Linked DNA regions of Mus musculus: region 1 is linked to region 2. Evidence: chromatin contacts called from public promoter capture Hi-C data. All regions are on one chromosome and are shown on one strand. The core of a region is the stretch at or near the end of the contact, and the rest is flanking DNA. Distances in the headings are between cores, read along the strand shown. Region 1 holds the start of Cd2bp2 (CD2 cytoplasmic tail binding protein 2). Region 2 holds the start of Hirip3 (HIRA interacting protein 3).

The links. Capture Hi-C pulls out chosen DNA fragments and counts their contacts.
Region 1: a contact with region 2 is called in a promoter capture Hi-C map of adipose tissue, with 2.9 times the contacts expected there. The contact joins the promoter of Cd2bp2 here to the promoter of Hirip3 in region 2. A contact is called at or near these places in 9 of 39 promoter capture datasets (the C10 cell line, cranial neural crest, embryonic stem cells and 5 more), 12 of 484 Hi-C or Micro-C datasets (Sertoli cells, bone marrow-derived macrophages, double positive thymocytes and 6 more), 27 of 115 datasets of contacts at active chromatin or transcription factors (the 230-238 cell line, DN3 thymocytes, the NIH/3T3 cell line and 18 more) and 5 of 9 other capture datasets (adipose tissue, embryonic stem cells, liver and 2 more).

What each region holds. Positions count from the first base shown.
Region 1 is chr7:127,191,576-127,198,285 of GRCm38.p6, forward strand. Cd2bp2 (CD2 cytoplasmic tail binding protein 2) reads right to left here and starts at 4,502. Exons shown (of 7, transcript NM_027353.4): 1 at 4,354-4,502; 2 at 3,786-3,886; 3 at 3,448-3,583; 4 at 3,169-3,326; 5 at 2,628-3,066; 6 at 2,440-2,546; 7 at 85-2,355. The coding sequence starts at 3,863. The coding sequence ends at 2,245. It overlaps Tbc1d10b (TBC1 domain family, member 10b), which reads right to left. Exons shown (of 9, transcript NM_144522.5): 9 at 5,884-6,710.
Region 2 is chr7:126,860,459-126,867,714 of GRCm38.p6, forward strand. Hirip3 (HIRA interacting protein 3) reads left to right here and starts at 1,514. Exons shown (of 7, transcript NM_172746.3): 1 at 1,514-2,058; 2 at 2,142-2,262; 3 at 2,360-2,468; 4 at 2,711-3,792; 5 at 3,862-4,027; 6 at 4,105-4,203; 7 at 4,276-4,664. The coding sequence starts at 1,994. The coding sequence ends at 4,439. Ino80e (INO80 complex subunit E) reads right to left here and starts at 1,914. Exons shown (of 8, transcript NM_001370765.1): 1 at 1,816-1,914; 2 at 1,247-1,559; 3 at 1,018-1,088; 4 at 782-834. The coding sequence starts at 1,871. It also overlaps a transcript of Taok2 not described here.

The sequences.
Region 1 (6,710 bases), core at 3,252-5,751, 330 kb after region 2:
GGCCAGCCTGGTCTACAAAGTGAGTTCCAGGATAGCCAGGGCTACACAGAGAAACCCTGTCTCAAAAAAACAACAACAAAAAAAGCACATTGTAGTTTTATTACTGGAGAGGAAGTGGAGAGGAAGGCAGTTTACCCAGCACTTGGGAGGCAGAGGCAGATGGGTCTCTCTAAATTCAAGACCAGCCTGGTCTACATAATCAATTCCAGGCCAGCCAGGGTCCAAGAGAGACTCTGTCTCAAAACAACAAAAACCCATCCAAACAATTACTGGCTTTGTGCTTAACAAAGTCCATGGTCTTACCACCCAGAATAGACCCAGTTCCGAACCTAAGCAGGGTTGGGTCAGGTGAGTGCTTGGCCGGGAAGACAAGGAACTCTGGTGGCTCTCCAGAGCGTAGCTGGGCGCAGACTCACTTCCGACCGGTGCTTTATTAAATTACCACAATGTAAGCAGCTTGACACAAATTTATTATCTTACCACTCTAGAGGGTACAGTACAAAGTGGGTTAACTGGGTTATCACTGTGGGACTGCACCTGTCTGAGAAGAATCTGTCTTCTGCTTTTCCCGTCTCTCCAGGCACCTGCACCCTGAGACATACGCCTCACTTCCAGCTTTCAGAGTCCTCTGCTCTCATTAGGGATCAGCAAGGACCCATGACTACAATGGCCCAAATAATCAAAGGTAATCAATCTCCCAGTCTCAAAATTTCTTAATTTTGCCCAGCGCCATGGTGCATGACGTTAGTCTCAACACTTGGGAGGCAGCAGGCCAGTCAGGGCTACACAGTGAGGACCCCCTTCCCCATTTCAAAAAATTAAAACAAAACAAAACCTCAATGTCACTTTACCCTTTCCCTCTGCCACATAACTCATAAAGTGGTATTCACACAGCTCAGGATGTGGGTATCTTCAGGGATCACTATTCTGCCCCCTCCTTGGTGTTATCAGAGAAGGGGAGAACTCGCCAAGCGTGAGGGAACTGAGTGACACCTGGGTATCTATCCCCCAACACCTGTGAACACTCAGGCCACCTGACTAGATTTCACTCGTCCCAAGATGCCAGGTACCTCAGAAAGCCAGTTCCTCTGTAACAGTTAACACCTTACCAATGCCTGGAGGGTTTCTGCTGTCTCAGTGACTCACTGCATCAGATGTCCTACTACTACTAATGGGCTTCTTGAAGTCAAGGCAACTGCAGTCTAGACTGGCAGGAACCAGTCTAGTTGTTAGATGTGTTGGAGGTCTCTGCATCAAATACCCACCACCAAGCCCGAGCTGAGCCTAGGAACTACTTCCCAAGTTCTCAGTTTGTAGCTCCTGGGGCGCCTCCTGGAGACAGATGAGGCGAGCAGAGCAGCATGGTGGGGTGAAAACTTAGGCCCTGCCTGCCTCCCACAGCCCTCTACTGCACTCCAGATTCCTGGAAGGGCCAGACCGACTGTTTCCTCGAGGCACCAGCCCCATGCCCGAGATGTGGGAGCCCAGGAAACGTACACTACAATGCCTGAAAGGCCAAGCAAGAAAAAGCTTTATGCCAAAAAAGGTCAGGAGACTTAGCTCCATGGCCAGCTCTCTATTACTGTGGCATCTCCAATAAGCCACTGCACTTTGCCCCCCTCTGTGTCACATGGTGGCTCAAGCAACCTTGAAGTGCTACCAAGTTTATACTTCACCTAAAAGCTACAGAAGCTACTGCAGGGGGGCGAGGGGTAGAAAAATCAGACTATGGAAGAAGAGAATGCATGTTTAAGAGAATCTCTCAATAGGATTTCAAGGTCTTCCCAATGTCCCAGCTACAAGGGAGCTGCCAGGACAGAGCATTTGAGGTCCTAAAAGTCAAAGATCAGCAGAACAGGGACTTGCAAGGGAGACTGGAGAAAAGAGTGATGGAGGGAATTTTACACAGCAAGTAGAAGTTGTCTACGTAGGAAAGTCACAGGACATCTGATGGGCCCTACCTCTGCCTCCAAGGGTGGGAAAAAAAACTGAGGTGGTCCAAGACACCAGAGAGAAGCAAGTGAGGAAGTCTCTCGGGAAGAAACGCTCAGGGACCTACCAGGTGAAGCCAAAAGGAGCTATGGAGAAGCCCTGGCTCTTGGCCATCGCACAGTCAAGGCTTTTATTGGGAAACAATGGCTTTAAAGTGGCCTCCAATATCCTCACTGCCCAGAGCAGCTGGGGCTTCCTCTGCCAAGTTCAAGAAAGAAGGGGCTGCCGTGCCGCATGGGGCCCTTAGCGGGCTCACGTGTACAGCTCAAAATCAATGCGCTTGGAGTTGTAGAACTGGCCGCCCGGAGGGTCCAGCTTCCGACAATAAACACCATCCGGGAAGTAACCTTCACTCACCCACGTCTGTAAGAACAGAGGACAGAACTCAGGCAAGCTGACAGAAGGTGGGCTGGACAGATGGGACAGACGCGGCAGGGGGCAGCTCACCTGCATCTGGGCACTGGTGAAGGGTCCATACAGCTCGGCGTCCCCCGTGTTCTCCCATTTATACTCCCACATCACATCCATCAGGCCATCTCCTGCTGACTCTGCCTCTAACACAATGAACGATACTTGGGCCTCAAGCACTCAGTCTCCAGCCCACACTGCCCCCCACCCGTGCCCTCCAAACTTACCCTCTCTTTGGGTAGGGGTTGGGGTTTCCAGTTCACCCTCTGCTACTTCCTCAGCAAACATGTCCAGGGAGGGTGGAGGTGTGGGGTCATGGGATCCCTGGGCCCGACACCCCAAACCCTTCAGTCGCATAGCCAACCGTTCCCTTGTTTCCTGGTACACACCAAGGTTGCCTCGTGCCACCATTTGGTCAGCTAACCCAGACAGCCGGTCTAGCCGCTGGGGGGAATTGGGCCGTCCAGTCCCCTTGCTGTTGCTCCCTTTGCCTCCTCCTCGGGCCCCCAGCCGCCTAAGGGCCCCAGCCACTGTCTCTCTTGGCAACAACAACTCCAAAAGTCCCTCCAGGAGTGCTTGGGCGCTCATTGGAGTCTGACCCAGGCTGTCTTCCTCCTCCGAGTCTGAAACCTGGTGCTTATCAGGGGGCCGTTCCTTGATCCTCACCTACAAGGAAAAGATAATTAGAATTTCTTACAAACTTCCACCAGGGCCCAGGCCCTGCACCTGCACTCCCAGGCCTCAGCCAGAATAGTCCCTGGGCCACACCCAGTCAATGTTGTCCAGCCAGCTGTCTCGGATCTGCGCATCCTGGTTCAGGAAGTAGTTGCCATCAGCATCAAAGTGGCCTTCCTCCATCTCTTCCTGCAGGTTGAAGGGTGTGATCCTCACACCGCCCTCACTAGGGAGAGTAGCTGCTTCCTGACCTGCACCGAAGACATTGGGGGTGGGGCATGCTAGACACGCAAAAGGGAAGCAGGCACACCTCCCACCTCCATCCTGAAGGCTTGTCCCCCCAACTCAGTTAACGCTTCGGACATAGCTCACCTTCTACATCCTCTGAGGCCAGGATATCATATTTGCTGGACCCTTCCTCATCATCATCCTCTTCATCACTGTCTAAAGAGTGCTTGCCTTTGAAGCGGCTCCCAGGACCACCTGCTGCAGCCACAGGGTCCACCAGCTGTGAGGAGGCCGAAGCAAATGAGAAATGCAGCCAACTGGGTAGTTCCCCAGATACTCCAGGATCTGTACACAAATCTTTCCAAACCCAGTGCGCCGGGGAAAACTAACACTTCCTTGGCTTCCCGGCTTTCCTCCCATCAGATTTCTCCTTCTTCTTTCCTCTCAGTCCTCCACGGAAATTCGAAATCTGGCCATCTCACCTTCTTTTTGGGCACACTGATTTCATCTTCACCATCCTCATCTCCAACACCCTGAAAAGTCACTTTCCTCTTTGGCATGATTGGCTGTGGATTTCCTCCAGCTGGACCTCGGAAAAAGATATGTAGTGAGGAAGTGAGGTAAGGAGAGAGGACCGCGGGGGAGTGCAGGGGCCACCAACATTTTTCCTGGTAAATGTGAGCGAGGACAGATCGCTAAAGCATCTGAGAGAACTAGCAGGCACGACGTCCGGGGTTGGTTGGGCAATTCTGAGGCCCGGAGGAGAGGCGATGGGAAGGATCTCCGCCCCCGCGTGGACCCTGCGGGTATTCCCACCCGGGGATGGGGAGTCAGGTTCCCCTACGTCACCACTCCCCTACCAGTCCGGAGCTACCGAACTCAACCACCTCTCCCACCCGAGTGCTCACAGAGGCCGGTCGGACCCAAGAGCTGGAGCTGCCTAGATCCCCGAATACCACGTAGCGACCTGCTCGGCCATGTCCTTGGCGTACAAACTAAAGGCGAAGCAAACCCGCGGGGATTCAAACAATCTTACCCGCCGGTGCTCACCTAGGAACCCAGGGTCAGGCGGGGAAGAAAAGGAAAGATGCTTTCGCCGGTATTACATCCGGGGCACCCGCCTTCATCACCCGGAAAAAAACCGTGGAGACCGGCATAGGACCCGGAAGTGGCTTCACTTCTATTCAAAAAGGGCGGATGCATACCATTAGCCAAGGCCGACTCGCGGCAGGAAGTGACGCAAGACCTGCAAAGACTCGCGTGAACTACGTCCTTGCCTCACGGGACTTGAGGATGGCGGGAAATGTTTTATTATTCCTCTACGATGGAGGCTACAGTGAGGATAAGGACGTGGTGTGCTAAGAGGTTCCCAAGGCCTGGATGGAGAGGCACAGGCCGAACAGAGGCTTCGGGCTTCCGTTTGCATGTATGGATAGGGTTCTGTACGCCTAGTGGCCTTCAGTAGACACCCGGGCTTCCGATCTTAACGCAGTCCCAACACTCGGGAAATTGAAACAGGATTGATTGTCGCGAGATTGACGACAGTCTGGGATACAACATGAGACCGTCTATTTTTAAAGAAAGTCTTGCTCTTCTCTCTGAGTCCTGCTTCTGATTATAAGCGCTCGGGCACCTTCCAAACCAAGCCCTTTTAGAACCCAGGAGTCATTTGCACCATGTCTATTCTCCCACTTAATTCCTAGTTTCTGTAGCGGGACAACCATCACAGGAGGTGCCACTGGCTTCCGTCCGTGGCCTGTAACCAGGCAGAAGCCCATCAGTTACACGAAGCCTACCTCATCCCTTAGCAAACTGCCAAAGGGCTGGGATCCAGCTCCTGCAAAGCTGGGGCCAGGTGAGATCTTCCCCAATAGTGAGGTTTAGATCTGGAGCTCTGGGGAACAACTCAAACCTCAACGCCTCCACCCCCGTCCCCACCCTCGGCTAAATAGCTCCGGTGATCCTACTAGAGTTGGAAGAGGGCAGCCAGATGGACCACGCCTTTCTCCTCCAGGGTTTTCTCCCATTGTGAATCATGAAACTTCACTTCTGTGGGTACAGAACACAAGTTCTAGACCAGGAGGGCATCTTGCTACAGACAGGACCCTGAAGAAAGCAGCTCTCAGCACTGCTGGTTCATCCGGAGGGGGTTTTCTCTACCTGGAGACCACACACCCTGATCCCCTTTCTGCTGAGAAGTGCCAAGTGGAGCTTTACGGCCACAGAAGCCCACACCTTTATCATCCTGACCCGGAGTAGAGGGTGTGTGGCAAAGATCTAGCCACAGAAAACAAGAGCTGCGCAGTTTGGTTGTGTGTACCTGCTGGGATGAACCCCAGGCAGTTAGTCTACCCTAGACGCCCAGGGAACTGCACCAAGCTGCTGACCAAGAACCCAGCCCAATCTAAAGATGGTGGTTTTGCACACACTCTCAGGCCCCTCCTTCAGCTTCCAGGGGGCTGAAGCCATTGGAAAGGCGATCCCAGTCCTGCAAGCTGTGCAGAGGATCCCAGGAGGCCAGTGAGAGTGGGAGCAGCAGAATCCAGGCAAAGCTGAGGAGGAAGGAGCTGGACCACTATGTTTGTTGATGAGAGATGAAGTGAGCGTTTACTGTGACTCCTTTTGGGGGTCGAATACTATTCACAGAGGTTGCCTAAGACTATCAGAAAACAGAGACGTACATTATGATTCATAGCAGTAGTATACTGTTATTAAGTAATAATGAAAATAATTTTATGGTTGGAGTCACCACAATATAAAGAACTGTATTAAAGGGTCACAGCATTAGGAAGATTGAGAACCAGTGGTCCAGATGTTCCTGCCAAGACCTGCAGACTGAACCTATGGAAAGTCAGACTTTGTGCCTGCCTCCCCCACTCCCCTTACTCTACAGCACTCTTCAAATAACAAGGCGGGAGACAGATATAACAGCAGGTTCATTTTCCGGTTCCTCAAAGCGCCACAAAACTGCCACTGAGGTGGGACCAAGACAGAAGAGAATGTAAACATTGGGTTCCACCCCTGGACTCAAGGGAAGACCCTTATTCAGAGAGGGGCTTGATGGCTAGAAAGGAACAAAATCGAAGACAGACTTTGTGACTGCAGCAGAGAGGCCTGAGCATACAAAGCAAGTGAGTTAGGAGAGAGCAGGGCACGGGTGGGAAGGAGACGGAGGACACTTCCTAGCATATCCTCTTAAATAAACTGGAGTGAAGCAGCGCTGTGGAGAGGGGAAAGGACAGCACCCACCCCAGGCCAACCTGACCTTCTGTACATAATTACAACACAAGGATATCCAGGAGAGAAAACAGCCTTGGCCCCCAGTAGGCAGTGGGGTGACAGGCAGGGCCCCAAGACAGGAAAAGGAACCTAGCTCCACCATCTAAGGGAAGCCACCGGAGTGTAAG
Region 2 (7,256 bases), core at 264-2,763:
AGAGATGGTACAGTGGTTAAGAGCCCGACTGCTTGCTCTTCCAGAGGTCCTGAGTTCAATTCCCAGCAACCACGTGGTGGCTCAAGGCCATCTGTAATGGGACTGGATGCCCTCTTCTGGTGTGTCTGAAGACAGCTACAGTGTACTCATATACATAACATAAATAATTCTAAAAAATCCTAGAAAACCACTTTTCTTCTCAATACCATTAGTGTGTTTGTGCAGATACCTACATGCTATAGCGAGTGTTTTGAGATTAGTGGACAGCTTTCAGGAGTTGTTAGTCTCCTTTGTTCTTAAAGATTGGGCCTCAGTAACAAACTCTATGCCTCTGCCTCTGGCATGCACTACAGGAATGGCTACTACTTTTATCTTTCTAGTTTACTTTTTCACTTATTATAGACAACTGATAGAAATGACAAGCAGCCAGAGGCTTCCTTCATTTTGCCAGCCTGTGTCAAGCACAGTACCTAGAACACAGTGGATAAGGAAATACTTGAAAATCCAGAGGCGTGGTGTGTTCTTTGGAGGCAGAGGCAGGCGGATTTCTGAGGCTAGCCTCAGGCTAGCCTGGTCTACAAAAGGACTACACAGAGAAACCTTGTCCAATGGGGTGAAAAAAGACAAAACAGGAAGAAGGTGACAGAAGGCAGCAACTAGGCTTAAGAACCATTGGAGGGGCCTGCATCAGCTTCCGGACCCTAGGAGGGTGGACCTAGGAACACGTGTTTCAAGGGCCAGTATCTCATATCTTCCTAAAAGTGGTCATGACTTTGCTCACCAGAGGAGTCTTCATCCACGTTCTCATACTGCAGAAGTCGATCTAGAAGGAAACTGAGACAAGTGGGAAGGAGGGTGGGTATCCCCATTTTGGTGGTCTTGAGCCCTACCTAGTCCCTCCTAGGAGACCCACTGGATCCTCCTAAGACTGCATGCATTTGGGATCCTGTTCCGGGACGGCGTAAGAACGGATTCCCTGGGAGTTAACAGTGCCCTCGTGCCCACAAGATGCCTTACCTCTTGTCTCGGGAAACCTTCAGCAATTTCCTTTGCGCCTTTCTGAGCTCCTCCTGGAAGCACTCGTGCTCCTGCGGCGGACAGGGCGGGTGCTGAGCCAAGAGCAATCCATAAAAGACCCAGAACCCGGAGACATCTCTCCCTACTCACCCCCTTTACCACATGGGTAAACTGAGGTCCTCTCCGAGTTAGGCCTCACACTCCACAACCGCCCCACGCTGGCACTCACGTAAATGAGGAACTTGAGCTTCCGCTTCAGATTCCTGTATTTCTTTTTGTAGTCCACTTCGCCGTCCGCTGGTCCGTTCATGACCCGCCAGGGAGAAACGCCCCGGAGTAGAGTCCCGCTACCCAAGTCCGCCCGGCCTCTCACACCTCCACTTCCGGAGACTTTGCAACGCCGTATGAAACGGACTACAACTCCCAGCGTCCTCCGCGCGCGGGGAGCGTAATCACACCGCCCGCCCTCCTGGGGGAAGACCCGAAAGGAACGCTGCTTCCAGTGGCTTCGCGGTGAGCTGAGGTCACAGAGGAGCTGGACACTGGGGGGGCACAATTATTGATTGTAAACTGTTTATAAAGATTTGGAACCAAAAGAATATAACCAGAAATTCAGTATGTTAGCGAGAATACCGTCTCCCTTCTGCCTTTCGAAACAAGCGACCTAATTTGTTAATCCCGACCACAGGGATTGATTGAACTGATTACGTTATAAAGACTGCCGGCGCCGAACCGGCTTCTAGCGAAAATTTTAACACGTAGTTTTAGCAAAGAGTCGAAACCTCGCTCAAGACCCACCAGCTGCTCAGGAAAAAGCAAGGTCGGCCAAAGTTTTCCGTCTCAGTGCTCCACATCGGAGGCTCAACGGTCCCATTCCTCACGAAGCCGCCGCACTGCGCGTGCGCAAACTACTGTCGCTCGGGAAACCAGCCTTGAAGAAAAAAAGGCGGGAGCAACCAATCCCTGGTGACGCAAAATGGCGCCGGGAGATGAGATGCGAAAATTCACTCGCAGCTTCTTTCGAGCTTGCCCGGACCTCAGGTGCATAGAGTCTGGGTATTAGAGTCTGGGTTGTGAAGGGGAGGGGTTAGGCTGGAACTCTGTCATGACACGTGTCTCTGTAGCTCGGTTACGCACGCCATCGTGCGACAGAAATTTTTGATTCACGTGGGTCGGGATCATCTTGAACCTGAAGAGAAGCAGGCGTTGAAGCGGCTGGTGGAGGAGGAGCTGCCGAAAATGCAGGTGTGGGTCTAACCCTGGGCCAGCAGAGACAGGGTTTGTTGCTGAGGGGTTGGGGCAGGGCATCTTGGTTCGGTTTGCCCTCATGCTGCACCCACAGGCGGATGCTGGTACCAGGGAAGGAAAGCCAGACTTTATCAAAGTGAAGAGGTCTCCTGCTCCCTGCAGTGACCCAAAGAAGAAAAGGTTCCGCTTTAATTCAGAGTCAGGTTAGTGCCTTCTTCCCTGTTTATCTGTCTGTGACTCCAGCATCATTGGTTTCTTCAAAAGGCGAGGCGCATGTATTAATTGCAAGGCTGGGGCTTGGGGGACAGTGAGTCAGGAACCAGCTGGGGCCACAGCTGTGGTGCTTCTTGCTGCCCTTCACTCTTAACCAGAGTAGATCTAGAAGCATCCTATTCTAGATGGAAGGAGAGGGAGGAATCCATCCAGTCCCATCCCCATGTTTCAGAATCCAGCTCTTCACCATCCAGTCCAGATGGCTCAGGACCCTCAACAAAGAACAGGACAACCAAGAAGACATGTCTAAGAAGAGCCTTAAAGAAAGCAGTTGAGAGCACAGATGAAGACCACCAAACAGACCTGGATGCAAAGATGGGATTGGAGGAGAGCAGTGAGGGGGAAGCAGAGGGCTCTGTTAGATCAGGTAAGGTCACCGAGGAAGAGGAGGACATGAAACAAGAACAGAAGGGCCAGGTTAGAAAGCAAGCTGGGGCCAAAGACAAGCAAGTACCACTCAAGGCAGACAGGAAGCAGGTTAGGGAAGAGAGTGGGAGCAGTGAGGAGGAGGCTGTGCTGCAGAGAGCAAAGGTGGAGGGAAGCACAGGTGCTAACTGCCAGGAGGAGAGTGAAGAGAGCGGAGAGGAGAGCCCAGCTAAGAAGAAAGAGCTTAGTGAGCCCAGATCCAGAAGTAACAGAGCAGAGAGAACAGCCAGGGAGAGAAAGAGCTATAAGCAGAAAAGCAGGCCTGGGAGGCCAACTGGAGGCTTGCGAGACAGCGAGGCAGAGAAGGAAGGGGGCACAGTGGGCAGTGGGGACAGCAGTGAGGAGGGGGAGGCAGAGAAGGAAGGAGGCACAGTGGGCAGTGGGGACAGCAGTGAGAAGGGGGAGGCAGAGAAGGAAGAGGGCACAGTGGGTAGTGGGGACAGCAGTGAGGAGGGAGAAGAGCACTCGGTGAAGAGAAAGAGCAAGGTCAGGACCCAGACCGAGAGTGGGAGGAGGCAGAACACAAGCAGCAGGGATGACAGTAACAGCACACAGGAGCAAGCAGCTGCTCAAGGCACTACAAAGTCAGGCAGCCTAGGCAGCAGTAATGGTGACAGTGACACAGAGAGGGAAGTGAGTGACTCCCAGGCAGGACAAAACACCAAAGAGGAGAGGAAGAGCCGCTCTTCCAACAAGAGCTCCAAGAACGGCCAGGCCCGAAGTTGTTCATCTTCATCAGATTCGAGTCCAGAACCCACAGGTCAGAAGGGCAAGGCCCGAAGTTCCTCATCTTCATCAGATTCAGGTCCAGAACCCACAGGTCGGAAGGTGAGAGGACACACCAGGTGGGTGGGATCCACTCAGGAAAAGGGACTTCAGCTGCAAACTCCTTATTAGGCTGCCTCTCGCTGTGGAGAGGACCACCCAGCTGTGGCTAGACTAAAGCGTTACATTCGAGCCTGTGGTGCCCACCGAAACTACAAGAAGCTGCTGGGCTCCTGCAGCTCCCACAAGGCGCGCCTGAGTGTCCTCAGGGCTGAGCTGGAAGCACTGGGCATGAAGGGTGAGAGGGGTGTGCCTGAGATCTACAGGAGGGCCTGAGCACTGGGGAGGAGGCCTCACAAGCTGCTTCTGCTCCAGGGAACCCTTCCTTGGAGAAGTGTCGCGCTCTGAAGCTGCAGCGGGAAGAGGCAGCTGAAGTGGCTGCCCTGGATGTTGCCAACATCATCAGCAGTACAGGTAAACAATTTCTGCTTCAGGGAAGGAAGAGCCTGGGGTCCGGGAACTGATTTTTCTCTCCCCACCTCCCAGGCCGGCCACGAAGACGAAATGCCTGGAACCCTTCAGGGGAAGGGACCTCCCCAGGAGAGACTTATCGCCGAACCCTGGACTCAGAAGAGGAGCAGCCGCGCCAAGCACCTCCAGACTGGTCCCATATGCGTGATATCATCAGCAGTGACGGTGACAGCAGCTGAACTCCCGTGTCCATGGTGGACCTTACCCTGTTATACAAGAGCCTGGTCAGTGGAAGCAACTTCCAAAGACAGACTACAGTGGCAGGATCCAAGTTATTGGCACACTACTCAATTTCATGTTCTCTAAGATGGCCTTGGGGTTCATGTGCAAGCATCCTCTCCAGGCATTTGAGTGGACTGTTGTTTGTTTTTAAAGACTCAATAAAAAATGTTTGTAATTACTTCATCCAAATTGGTCCCAAACCGTCATGCCCTGTCTGTCCTTTGGGGTCAAGAATTTAGTAGTCGAATTCTCTCTCTTATCGATTCCAGAGTTGTCCTAGCCCCTGTACTGTGTCATCCAGTCTGTCACCAGATGGTATCAGAGAGGGTATGGCTCTCCCTCCTCCAGTGTGGCCAATCTGGCCTTAGCAATGTAAAGTTGACTCCAAGAATGTATGCCTAGCATGAATAAAGCCCTGGGTCTCAACCCCAACAACACACACACTCTCAGGCTCAGTTCATCTTCATTCCCATGCCGCCAGGGTCTCTTAGCCTCATACAGGGAGTTTTAGTAGACCCGTCTGGCCAATCAGAGCCCAGGTGTAGTAAGATAGACAAATGGGATCCCAAAGCAAAGCAGAATAAGGACTTAAGCTGATGACCTTCTAGTCATATGTGCACCCACTAAAATCACTACAACTTCAATCACGTCACCCAACTAAGCACAAGTAATACTATCACTTGCCACTGATAAATTCTCCACACATACCTTAGACAAAAAGGGAGACATCCTGTGGTCTGTTAGAATAACCAACAGTTTATTAAAAGCTCGCCCTAGGGCTCTGTGCCAGCCCCATAGCTGAGAGGGGCTCCCATGACTGCTCCCAGGTTTGGCAGCAGCCCTTTCCAAGGTCCTTCCCTTGTCCCCCGCCCCAGCCCTGACCCCAATTTAAAAAAAAAAAAAAAAAAAAAAAAAGACAAGACGGCACAGGACGTCAGACAGCAATAGGAGAATGGTGAGACTCAGGCACCCTGACTGCAAGACCCCTGATCCTTCTGGAGGAAGGCCTCCTCCCATTCTCCTTGCTTTGGCACCAGACCTGCTCTGCCATTCCACCAGGTCTGGGGGCCCTGTTGTCCCCAGTTCATGGCCCCATCACAAGGGTTGTATAATTCTCTGAAATATAATATATCTAGACCCACCCTTCCCCTCCCCTAGGGGACCAGATGAATATTTGACACTCACAGTTCCCACCTTTTATAGGTGGTGATGGAGGGAGACCCTGGCACCATGGTGGGGAGGCAGGGCTCCTGGTCAGCCTTGGGGCACCAATGCCCAAGCTGGCCTGGGGTCACTGGCCAGCCCCAAGAAGCTCATGAGATGAGGAGGTCTGATGGGGGAGCTGGAGCCAACATCTGTCCCCACCACCACTGTGTAGGCTTCAAGCACACTGCCTGTAGGATCAGGCACCACCCACTCCCACCTTGCCCTACTCCTCTGCCCACCACTCTGGACTTCAGGAATAGAAGTGGGAGGAGCCGTTGAGGATGTGGGAAGCAACACTGGTGCTTCGGCTCAGCGGCCCTGGCACTGCAGCAGGTGGGCCGACGTTCTCACCACTGCTGCCCCCTGACGCTGCCCGCCTTAGGGGTTGAGGACTGTTTCTTAGCAGCAGCAGAGCCCCTCCACGGGGTGTTCCACTCTGTGTTGGGGGCCCTAACCAGTTTGGAGGCCCTGGGGGAGCCAGCAGAGCTGGCTGACGCCAAGCTGGTGGGGGCATGCCTGGTGGAGGAGGGCCATGGCTCCAATGGGCCCCTGAACGGGGAACTGGACGGGAGGGCCAGGCAGGGGCGGGGGGTGGAGCAGGATAGCCCTGGGCCGCAGCTTCAGCTGGAATGCCCCCCAGAGCCATGCTGGAGAAGCCCAGTCTCATGCTCTCAGCATCGAAGGCCTCGATCTCACGGGCCTGCCGCTCAAGCAAACTCCGGATACGTTCCGAACGGCCTGTCTGTAGGGCCAGCAGCTCTTCTTCCACCTGGGACACCCAGAACAGGGGTGAGTCCTGGAACAGAGAGCCTGCCCTTCCTTTCCCATCTTGGGGGGACAAACCCCTTACCCGTTGCTCTAGCAGTGCCCGCCTCAGAGCTACTCTCTGCTCCAGCTCCCTCAGCTCCCGCTCATGCTGGCTCTCTGTGCGGATCTTGATCTTGCTCTGGTAAGCGTTGAGGAGCTCCAGCTCCTGCTGGAGCTGCTGCCGCAGGGCCTGAAACTCTGCCTCTTGGGTCTCATCAAGCCGGAGCTGGAGGACAGGGAGAACAGGGTTTAGGGACCTCCTCCTCTGTCCCCATCATCCTCCCCTGCCCCAGTAGGCCTGGGCCCTAAGGTGGCAAGGAGCGGCAGTCTCAACCTCTATGAGAATGGAAGATGGTCATACCCTGTGGCACAGCAATTACACTTGCAGGAATCTATCCCCCAGGTATACTTGCACATGTGCTCCAAGTGTTCACGGAAGCGTTGTGATAGCAAAATGCTGGAAACAACCTAAATGTCCACCAATAAGGGATGGGTTAAATAAATTATGGTACATCCATTCCATGGAAAACTCTATACCGTAAAAAACTGAGATAGACATGTGATCTGGAATGATGTCCAAGAGATACTGGGTGGAAAAGAAGTCAGAAAACTACTGTAAAGTCTGATCCTATTGTGTTTCAAATCTGCACTGGAAACTCTACATAAGGCAATCATTACAAATGCACCTCTGAGAGGTGGGACTGAGTGAGAGCGGGGCCTCTAGCTCTTTAGACTCAAGGTGCATTTGAAGCAGGCCACTC